Linked DNA regions of Mus musculus: region 1 is linked to region 2. The links are chromatin contacts, called in public promoter capture Hi-C maps. All regions are on one chromosome and are shown on one strand. Each heading gives the region's core, a stretch centred on a gene start, on an enhancer-like site or on the middle of the called end of the contact. The rest is flanking DNA. Distances are from core to core; before and after follow the strand shown.

Region 1 (5,100 bases), core at 717-3,216, 1.6 Mb after region 2:
CTAGAAGATCGGGTTTCCTATTCTCACTTGAGGGTACCATGCACACTTGTGGTATACATATATACATGTACACAAAAATATTCATACACAGAAAAGAAAAATAAACCTTTAAGAAACAAAGAAAAGGAGGAAGGAAGGATCCAGCAGAGAATGCTGGCACATAATTTAATTCTATCACCTGGGAGGCAGAGAGACAGGCAAATCTCTGTTAAGTTTGAGGCCAGCCTGACTCTAGAGTGTGTTTCAGGCCAGACAGGGCTACAGAATGAGACACCACCCCAACAACAAAAAAAGCAAATGGTAACTTCATCCATTGAAAGGCCTAACAATCATAGTAGTTACATTTATTGGGTACTTACCATGCTTGATACATTAACTACATTAACCCTCAAAACAAATACAACACAGACCCTACTCACCTTTATTTTATAAACTAGTCAAGTGAAGCTAATAAAGTCGCTGTGGGGTGTGAGTAAGAATGGCCCCCACAGGCTCATATATTTGAATGCTTAGTCACCAGGGAGTTGTACTATTTGAAAGGATTAGAAGGATAAGAGTTATGGACTTGTTGGAGGAAATGTGTCACTGGCTTTTAGGTTTCAAAAGTACATGCCAATTCTCTTTGTTCCTATGGATGAGAATGCAGTTCTCAGCTACTGCTCAGGCGTCTGCCTGCATGCCAACATGCTTCCTGCTGTGATGATAATGGACTAAACCTCTAAAACTGTAAGCAAGCCCTCAATCAAACGTTTTCTTTTATAACAGTTGCTTTGGTCATGGTGTCTCTTCACAGCAACAGAACAGTGACTAAGACAGTTACCAGTAGTAACTGGCAGAGTTGTTACTGGAATTATAGATGTATTAGTTTTAGAGGCTATAATATAGGCTAGTGGCTTAAAAGAAACTGAAATTTGTCAAATACAATGTTTCCATATTAACTGTGATAGTTCCCATTTTGCTACAGTGTAATTGTTCTTTTCCCATCTTGCCCCTCTACCTCTAAGCCATCTTCTCCAAATTGACAGCCTTTCTCCAGACTCATCCAAACATTTAAACACACTTGTTCTCCAAAAATGGACACACACTGTATTATATGCACTTCTCTGAACTCTGCTTTTCATTCAGGAAAAAATAGGCACACCTTCCAAAAAATCGCCATGAAACTAACTCTTCCAAAAGAACTAACTACCATTGAGACAGCGGAAAGTCTGAACGTAACACAGCCCATTCAACAATGTTCTTACTGGTTCACACTCAAGTTAGAGGGCAGGTGCTAGGTCTATGGGGCACAGCTTTCCTTATCATATTTCCACCAGTTTATAGTTTGGTTTAGATTCCCTGGCAGAATGTTTTACACACGTTGCTTTTTCAATCATTACAATACTCCCAGGGTTTAGGTACAATCCCATTTTGCCAGTAAGTAAGCTGAATTGCCAACAAGTGGCCGGGTCCAAAGCTCCAGTTCTGAATTTCTGCCCTGCCTTGAAAGCACACACGCCTTCAGTGGGCTGTTCATGACAACATCCAGGCATGGCTATTTAGATTCAATTTTCCCTTAGTTCCATTAGCCATCCCAGGAGCCCTAGACTTTCCTATTCGTATAGCTTCCCAAGTAACTGCTAAACTCAGAAAAACTTGCAGCTGAGAAGCTCATTCTCTGGCAGAGGCCAGGAGAACGGAGGTCCTTTTCTTTCTGAACTGTAACTGGCAATCACACTGGGAGACTCGGAGCTGGCAAAAGCCTAGACCAACAAGAAACCAAGTAATGACGAGGTGGGAACAAGACTGCAACGCAATAAAAAAAAAAAAAAAGTGGGCGCTATTCACCCTCCCTCAACAAGGAAAAGGAACACTCACCGGTTGATAACACAACTCCGCACCCTCAGGACCCTTAAACTCTTCGCAAGAGATAACACGTGTTCCGACTCGTAGAACCCTTGGCCCACTAAACCACGGTCTCCGCCGCAGAGCCAATCCGGAATTTCTGCGTCATCACCAAGCGCCAGAATTACGCAAAGGCCCTGCTAAAGAAGCCCAGTGACCTCCGCCGATGCCATAGTAACAGCGTGAAAGCAAGCTTCCCGCGCAACGCCTCCTGGGAGTAGTAGTTCCGGAATGTCTGACCCCTGTCTAGCTGCTAGGTGGCAGAACTACAACTCCCAGAACCACCTGAAAGCAGTCTGGGAGGAGGCGCAGTTGTCTCTGTTGTGGCCGAAGTCTAGGCCCGAGAGTGCAAAACGTGCTGCTGGCGCCCCAGGGAGGGTCCGCCTCAAAGAAGAAGATGGAGCTGAGTCGCTGGAAACGGTTATCAAGGAAGCTGAATCTCAAGGTGATCCCAGTCGGGAGCTTTGAGGAACATGGGCCGGCCCTAGGCGCCACACAGTCCTGAAGCCAGCCGCTTCCCGCCCTGCGCTTCCTCACTCTTCCCCCGGGGGCATCCTTACCTGGCCTTGGCTACCCTAGAGCCTGCACAGCCCTAGGTAGCGTGATTTAAGGAGCCAAAGGGTCTGTGTACTCACTACTGTGATGGGCTGCATCCTGTAAGGATTATTTCTATCTATGGAGAGGTCTCCTAGTGTCCATCATGGTGAGGGGAATTTGCCCCTAATCCTTACTCTGCCACCAATTTTAGGAAACTTTCCGCACATTTTCTTCTGCCCCCTTCAAATCTGAGTTAAGGGGTCTTTAAAAGGAAAAAAAAAATCATCACACGAAATTCTCTGACGTTATCCCTTATATCTTTCCCTTTCCAGTTTTACACAAGGTATCTAAAATGAACCCAGAAGTCCAGATGGTTGTATCTCAATACTTTATCCATATGGTTATCTCTAAATTTCACGAGCATTCAAAGTTAGAGCCTCCCTGTATCTCTTACCTCTTCTGTGTATTAGCACCTAAAGGCATCAGGAGGTTGAGGAAGAATTGGGGTGGGGGTGGGGGGTAATTAAAAATAAAAGAGACACCATTTAAAACTTGGAACATTACAAAAGTCACAGCCATGCAAAGTCACAGCCACACCAAGTGTGCCTTCCAGAATACCTCTTAACAGTCACAAAAATAGATGCTTTAAATGTAAAGGAGAGTATTGAAATGGAGGGGCTTCAGCTTTCAGCAGCAGAGCAGTTTCACCAGCTGCTCTTACCTTTCAGTTTTACTTTCCTGTAAAAAGAAAAAAAAATCCTCTTAGACGAGTGGCTTTTGTGGGGGCCCCAGGTAATCATTCTTGTGGGTTATCCTAAATATAGCAGCTGTGTGCACAGGGCACATTCCGCTTAGTGAAAACCATGCTCCAGATACCAGAGGGCACAGGCCAGAGCATTAGTGAGTGGAAACTGAGGTTGCTCCATTGCATAATAGATGGGGCCCGAAATAGCATATGAATATAGATTTGATGATGCAAGGCAAAAAAAAAAAAAAAAAAAAAATTGGGACAACTTAGAACTACAAAAAGAGGGATTTTTCCCCCCTGATAGTGCTCATTATTACTGTCTAGAGGATAAAGTAAAATCCATGAGCGCCTTGAAATTCAACTGTGTTTGAATAAGATCAGCTCTTTCTTTGTTGCCATGACAGTTATTTAGACAGAACAGCTGCATTAATTGTGTGTAAGGTGAGATGAAGGTGAAGTGTTAGGTAAGTGAGGGAGGATATTATACCCTTTACAGCAACTTTCTTGTGCCAGTTGATTGGTTTCTTGTCCCGTTGTTTTAAAAAAAAAAAAAAACAAACCCCGAATATTTTTGCAAAGCAAATCCCCTTGCTTACTCAGTGGCTGTTAGAGTTCTGTGAGCTTCTGGATGTCAGAGAACAGAGGAGGCTCCCTGTGGTCTCCATTTCTCAGTTCAGGTTAATAGCTGACTGATCTGGGTAGAGATTAATTTGTTTCGTTCGTTTTAGGCTTGGTACAACAGTACAAGTTGAGTAGTTTTGTTCCACACCCCCCACTCCTGTTTTATCAGACATCTCAGGTGTAGGAAGGACTGGAAGGCATCTGGCTACTTCTACAAACAGGAAAAGAAAGGACCATAACAGTCGTTAAGCAGAAAATGGCAGAAAGAGGTGAACTAAACAGTGTTTGTATGGGTTTCATGAGAAGTAATGTTTCTATACCCGAATATAGAATACATACTTCTATACGTTGACTCTTAGCCCTGGAGAACTAAGACATAAAAAAAAAAATGCTGATGCCTAGACTACAGACCTAGTACATTACAATCTCAAGGTAGCCAGGAGTGATAAGGATGTCACAGACAAGGCCTCCTGTTTCTTCTCCTGTGGTTTAATGCGCGTTCCCTGCTAGTCAGTGCTGAACTTGCCAGTGAAAAGTTGGGAGGAAAGGATGAAGGCTACCTTTCCATATGCTTTAGTGAGAAGACAGCTTAAAGACAGTAGTGTTGCTGAAGCTATTGCTATGCATTAATAGTTTGTATCTATTTCCTACAGTCTTCATTTGAGCCTGATAATGTGGGGCACTGGATTAAGGTAAGGCATTTCAAAATCAAACAGGAAGCATAAGGCTCAGGTGTCATGATAGATCTCCAGTGTGCATACAGGTGACTGTTGCTATTCCTGTACGATTTTGTATGTCACCTCAATTTTAGATTTTCTAACATCTTTCATTATTCTGTTGCTTTTCGTGAGGTGGCTTAAGTATAAACAAGAAAACAAGTCGATGCACATGCCTTTCCACTAGCATGAGCATTACATGAAGAAGCCAATAGAGTAAGAAAAAAGAGACCTTGGGAGGTAAAGTTGTAGCCTTCGTCAGACACAAGGAAGACGGTTTTGTACGTACTTCAACAAGAGGACCCATTGGCGAAAGCTACATGGCTATCACCAGAATTCATTAATGTCAAGAGCAGTCCAAAAATGGACTAAAAGTTTTCATTAAGAGGCATGTTTTCCATCACTGGGAGTATTGGAGTAAATGCTAAAATTTCACTTAATGTTGCACTAATAAAGAGTAAGCTGGAGCATCCATTGAGAGGGGGATTAGATAATCCGCACAGAAATAATGACTTCCTGACCTGTGATATCTTCCAGTCCTGAGATGTGTACTTTTTAACTCAGGTACCATTAAAAACACTTCATAGGCATACA
Region 2 (5,790 bases), core at 460-2,959:
TTTTGAGAAAGAAATACTCAAGAGCCAGAGAGCACAAGTCTGAATCTGGAACCTGTCACTTCCTAAATGTGGCGCCTTCATCACCTCATGTAACCTTTCTACACCTCAGCCTCCTCAGCTACAAACACCCCCTGGTAGGGTTGTTTGGTGTGTGAGGCACATAGATGGCTAAGCAGTAAATGCACCTATCACTTTATCCTGGAAAAGATGACTCGGTTATCAAATTCTATTCCAAGTCCTAGAGTCCAAATTCACAAATAGTATTATTTGAGCAATTTTGTGAGGATCCAGCCAAGGCTGGTCTGGTCTCGTAGCACATTGTGACAGCCGCAGATTGAGTCCCTGCAAAGGCGGGCCACGTTCCATTCTTCTGCTTAATGTAATACTCAGGTGTTTCAAAGCAGTCTCATGATTCTGAATAGTTAATGACTCCCTCAAACTTCTTTATTTTTGGAGGACCCCAAAAGATTTCTTTTGTGATTACGCTGAATTTCGGTGGTGGTGTGTGAAAAGGACTATTGAAAATGTTAAGGCAGACATTTCTGTGCTACAAAGCCAGATGATCTTACATTCTGTCAAACGGAAGTCTTTATCAACTAATACTTCAGCATTACACTAAAAACTGATATCTGTATAATGCTCCTGACACATTTTATGACTGCAATTACTCTATTTCTAATGTTGCATATGTTTTATTATATCTAAACCTCCCCCAATTGGAAATCCAATAATAACATAGATAGCAATTATTAATCAAACATTAGGGTAACCATTTCCTTAATCACATTAGACTATAGAGCTCAGTTGGTCCCTTTTATTCTAATCTGACTTTATTTTATAGGAAAATAAAAGTATTAATGTGAGGGTTATAGAGAGGAGAGAGACTGAGACTCTGATCCATCCACACACATGAAGTTTTGTTGCTCCCTTCTGTATCTATAAAAGTAAATAATAGCCTAAGCACAGAGTGACTGTGGCTTCAGGAAGTTACTACATATACAGAATTTAGCAATTACTCTAGAACAAAAGCATAAATAATCTATAGTTTTCATCAGTGTTATATTTGCTTGCTCCTTTTAAAAACTGGTTTTCTGGTGTTTTTGTTTGCTTTGTTTTTATTTGTTTGTTTGTTTTGTTTTGAAACTGGATTTCTGGGTAGTCCTGGCTGTCTTGGGACTCTCCCTGTAGACCAGGCTGGCTTTGAACTCAGAGTTCCACTCACCTCTATTTCTGGAGTGCTAAGATTAACGGTATTCTCTACTAAGTCCTTTGCTCTTCCAATGACTTTTCGTAAGGACCTAATAGATGATTGTCAGACCAAGGACTGACAAATTCGAAGTGATCAGATACGAATTAGGTTGTTTTCACATTTTAATTAAGACTTGGGATAGATAGCATTGGGAACAGAGTCACAATTGTTATTGTGAAGAATCCTCAATAAATTATGGGACTTCAATAGACAAATGGAGCAAGTACTATATTCTTGTAGATTTACTACAGGAGGATGACGGTTGGTATGTAGCTGAAAGGGCAGTCTACACCCTCCGCCCTCAGCTGCCTGCCACATCAGTACAGCCCCAGGAGGCTTCAGAAGATGTGCTCAGGTCTCTTGAGTGGCTGCATCTCCCCCCACCCCCCAGAAGCGACAGGGGACAAATGGCTGCTGGCTCGCTACACAGTTCCACTTCACTCTGCTCCCACCCTCTTGCCAGCCCACCAGGCACGTGCCAACAATGAGCTGCCTGCTTCACTGGGATCCTCGGCTCCATTAATAAGCCCTGGAAGGCTGATAATTGGAGATTTGCGGAGCCTGCCGTCTTTCAATGAGGCGGGTTGTTATGGAAACCGCAGGCAGAGCATCATGTACATATTATTGATCCTTTAAAATAATAATAAAAAAGGACCATTAGAATGTAATGTCCCTTTTTCTTACCTCACTTGGCTCCCATCGTTTTCTTTGAGAAGTTTGTCATCAATTTGCACACGTGACAATTCACAGCTCATCTCTCTCTTTATCTCTTAGCACCCGCCCCACCCCTTTCTTAATTACAGAGAATCTTTCACCTCTAGCAGGAGAAAAAAAGTCAGCTGAGCAGAAAACCAAAGGAACACCAAAGAGAACACTCTCAATCTAATTTAACACCAAGGCATTAACTCGATAATTTGAGACAAGAGAAATCAGTCATGAGTATCAATGCACATTTCCTCGCCATTAAAAATAATAATAATAAATCGAACAGAGCTTAGAAATGACTTCGGAGCCCCACCCTAGTTTATTCTGGTGGCAAGATGTTCACCACCCACGATGAAGCACACACGGTGCTCTGGAAAGGAGCCCCCAGCGCTCAAGCCAAGGAAAAAGCCGGACTATTTTTCTGAACTACTTTTAAAATTTAGCTTTACACTCTTGCAGAAAAAAATCCAATTACTCCTTTTACTTAAGGAATACAGACATAATGCCGAAGTGTACCTGACTGGGAGGCCTGTGATCAGCATTAAATGAATGTGCCTGAAGGCTGCTTTGGACTTCAGTGTCACCCAAATTCCTTGCGTTGAAAAGGCCTGGGCGCCATTGTTTCTTGGTGAACTTCCCATTTTTCCCCAGCAGAGGGCAACAGAGTAATACTGTTCCCGACCTTGAGGTCTGCGGACCAGCCACGAATCCAAAGCAAAGCACACAATTGGTTCAGGAACGATTTGCTGTGGCAAGGTCCTACTTTGAAGCCTTTCTGAAGTTAATTGTATTTTTAAGTCCTTTTAAAGGTAACCAAAATCTAAGTCTAGAAATATTGTTTACCAAAGTCATGAAGTCATGGGAGTGGATGAACTAAAATTAATGTTACATTGTGAAATGGATTTCGAGAGCAGGTAATGCTTTGCAGTGGCCTTATCTCTATAGGATAAGGTCTTATCTTATATCTAAGACCTTTGAATCCATAAAATACTATGACATCAGTTGTCATACTATTTTAATGTAGCAAAAGCATCTGCCATTGTTTAGTTTAAAGCCCCAATCACTTCAGGTCTGAACATTTTAAGGTCTAACACAGTCACCTTCCCCTCCCTGGTGCTATAGCAATGTTGCCTAATTAAGTTCACTTCCTTCATTCAGATACCTGCCACCCTGGTGACATCTGAACTTACTCTCTGCAATTAGACTGTGTTTCCAGTCAAACACATACTTTCACATAGCTCTGGGGCCAGGAGTTCGTTTTGTTTGCTTGTTGTTTGCTTGCTTGCTCCTTTTTAAAGGCCTTACATTGCTTCCAGATTGTACACTGAACAACAGCATTTTTCTTTTTACTTTTATATACCAGTATTCTTTACAACGCCTAGAGCTCTTGCGTAAGTCACACCTGCTAGCAAAGGAAAGTTATCTGTATGACAATGAAACGAGCTCCTTGGGTTACCTTGTCTCCTCCACGATGAGCCTAACTCATTATGTGACTGTTCAAGGTGATCCTACAAGACACGTCACTTTTCATTAGAATACACACACGCACAGCCCGTCCTGGGGATTGTTCGAGTACAGTGGGCTGAACAGTTTTGAAAACTGGTCCCAGCTGAATAGCTGATGAAAGACCAAACTCTCATCCATATTGACACACAGTAAAACATGTTACAGACCATTCCAGGAGATGAAAGGACTCTGTGAGACCCGCTATGCCTCGGTCAAAGTGACATCTAAGTTTCCTAAGAAGATTGAAATCTAAGTTGAAATCATTATACTTGTACTTACCTAGAAAGAGCATATTACCCATTTCTCTCAAGAGTTTCCAACTCTGTCTATCAAATCCCTAGATTGCAGTTTCTGAGGGACCAATTACAGGCAGCCTAAATTAATCCTACCCTCACTACCTGGTGGCCTTGGCTAACTTCCAGGCTCAATCATCACTGATAATGTAAGTACTTGGTAATGTTGCTGAGCTCCAAAGTAGGCCAAGTAGAATAGCCTCCGACTCTCAGGAGACTCGGTATATCATTATGTGTCTCTCTCTAGCTGACCACAATAAATTAAGTCATATTTGTACATTAATTTCCTCTTTAAAGTCAGGGGGTTGGTACCAAGGTACAAAATAATGTTTTCCAATAATTTCAGATTTTAAAAAAAAATTTTAAAAATTGGTCAGTTTCTATTAAACACTTGCTATATGTTCAAGGAAATACATTGTAGGAACTTTATATGCAAACCATTTAATGCCAATTGGGTTCGTCTCTGAGATCATTTCATAATGATGAAACCCATACTGAGCTATTGACAGAGCTCCTTAGGGACCATGTCTGTGCTTCAAATTCAATTCCAAGACCTGTACTCTCCCTCCTGTGTCACAGTCGAAGAGGACACTTACCTAACTCAACAGCTGCTGCAGTGCTCTGTCTACTGATGCAACAGCTAGTTATTCATAGCATACTTTCTTCTGTAAGATGAGTCCTTTGCATCATTTAAAATGCATCACTTTGTAAATATCTTGTGGTAGTCTGGGATTGGATGTATCATTAAAGGTACCCAGCAAGAAGTTTTAGAATAGCTTAGAGTTGAATCCAGGCCTGCCAAGTCCTACCTAAGGTAGGATATTTAATGAGGTATCCTAGGTAAATTTGTTTCTAAAACTTTACTTGGAATCTCCAATGTGTTAAGTTTGGAAATAGCTTAAGTTTAAAGTCAGGGGATATTAAAGCTCACCTCTTCTTTTCTCTTACTGCCTGGAATCAAGTAGTTGTTCACTTTTAGTTGAAGTAGGGTTGCCTGAAATCTGATGCTAAAGAATTAAGACAGTGGATGGGTGGGTGGGGGAGCACCATCATAGAAGTAGGGGGAACGGGGTGGGATAGTGGGGTTTTGGAGGGGAAACTAGGAAGGGGGACAACATTTGAAATGTAAATAAATAGAATAACCAATAAAAAAATTTTAAAAAGAATTTAAGAGAGAGAGAGAGAGAGGATATTCAGAAATAGGTCATGGAAAAGAAACAGATGATTTTAACACTTAAAGGAGGAATCGGCTATAAGTGTTATAGATACTTTAGCTAAAAAAATATTTTTTTTAAAAAAAAGTGGTTGAGGCTTTCACATGAAAGTGAAATGATCCATTTCTCTGCAAGCTCTTTATGAAAACGAACCTCTCCTTGGAGGAGAATAATGTTATTAGCTAATTGGTAGATGTCTATTGAGGGCCTCCTAGGTATAGATCAACAGCAAGATGATGAATATTGTGGGAAAGGATGTTGTGACTGTCTAGTGATAGAGAAAAATTTAAGATAGCAAAGAGAGGTAAATACACTCACATTAGGCAAAAAGGCCCTCTAGACTAGTAGTTTTCAACCTGTGGGTCGTGACCTCTTTAGGGAGTCACGTATCAGATGCCTGTCTGTTGCTACTCAGATCAAAGGTCAGGGGGTCAGGGAAGTTCTCTCACTGCAAGTGACATTCAAAAAAAAACGGAGACTTGAACGGTCAGAGGCAACCTAGCCCAGAGACAGCAGGTGCAAAAGCCACCAACAGACATAAGCTAGACTCATTAGAGATATTTAGAAAGTGTGTGACTACAGAAGAGGGAAGAGGGGTAGTGAGTATCAAAGGAAACAGATCAGAGAGACAAGCACAAGTCAGACCATGGAAGGTCATGTAGGCAAAAGGAATTGTTTCAAATTCATTCCAAGATAAGTGTTTGAAGAATTTCTGAAGGGTACAGATTTGGACAAGTGTAAATATGGATCTTTGGATGAGTGGCCTTCGGAACAATCTACTGAAAGTCCAAAGAAGCTTGGGTCAACAAGGGGGCTCAGTAGG

What was found. Promoter capture Hi-C pulls out the DNA fragments that hold promoters and counts their contacts.
Region 1: a contact with region 2 is called in a promoter capture Hi-C map of hippocampal neurons, with 9 times the contacts expected there. The contact joins the promoter of Qtrt2 here to the enhancer-like site in region 2. A contact is called at or near these places in 9 of 39 promoter capture datasets (the 3T3-L1 cell line, 3T3-L1-derived adipocytes, cranial neural crest and 4 more) and 1 of 115 datasets of contacts at active chromatin or transcription factors (astrocytes).

Annotation. Positions count from the first base shown.
Region 1 is chr16:43,887,710-43,892,809 of GRCm38.p6, forward strand. Qtrt2 (queuine tRNA-ribosyltransferase accessory subunit 2) reads right to left here and starts at 1,967. Exons shown (of 9, transcript NM_001356329.1): 1 at 1,858-1,967. Ccdc191 (coiled-coil domain containing 191) reads left to right here and starts at 2,193. Exons shown (of 16, transcript NM_027801.1): 1 at 2,193-2,329. The coding sequence starts at 2,282.
Region 2 is chr16:42,274,037-42,279,826 of GRCm38.p6, forward strand. The region is part of intron 2 of Gap43 (growth associated protein 43); the gene reads right to left. Among named protein-coding and RNA genes, the nearest start is that of Mir6540, 27 kb to the right of the region's middle. Within about 2 kb of position 1,710, at least 50 of the 459 cell types and tissues checked have an H3K27ac peak or open chromatin away from gene starts, as enhancers often do. A contact at or near this core is called in hippocampal neurons, where this site is marked.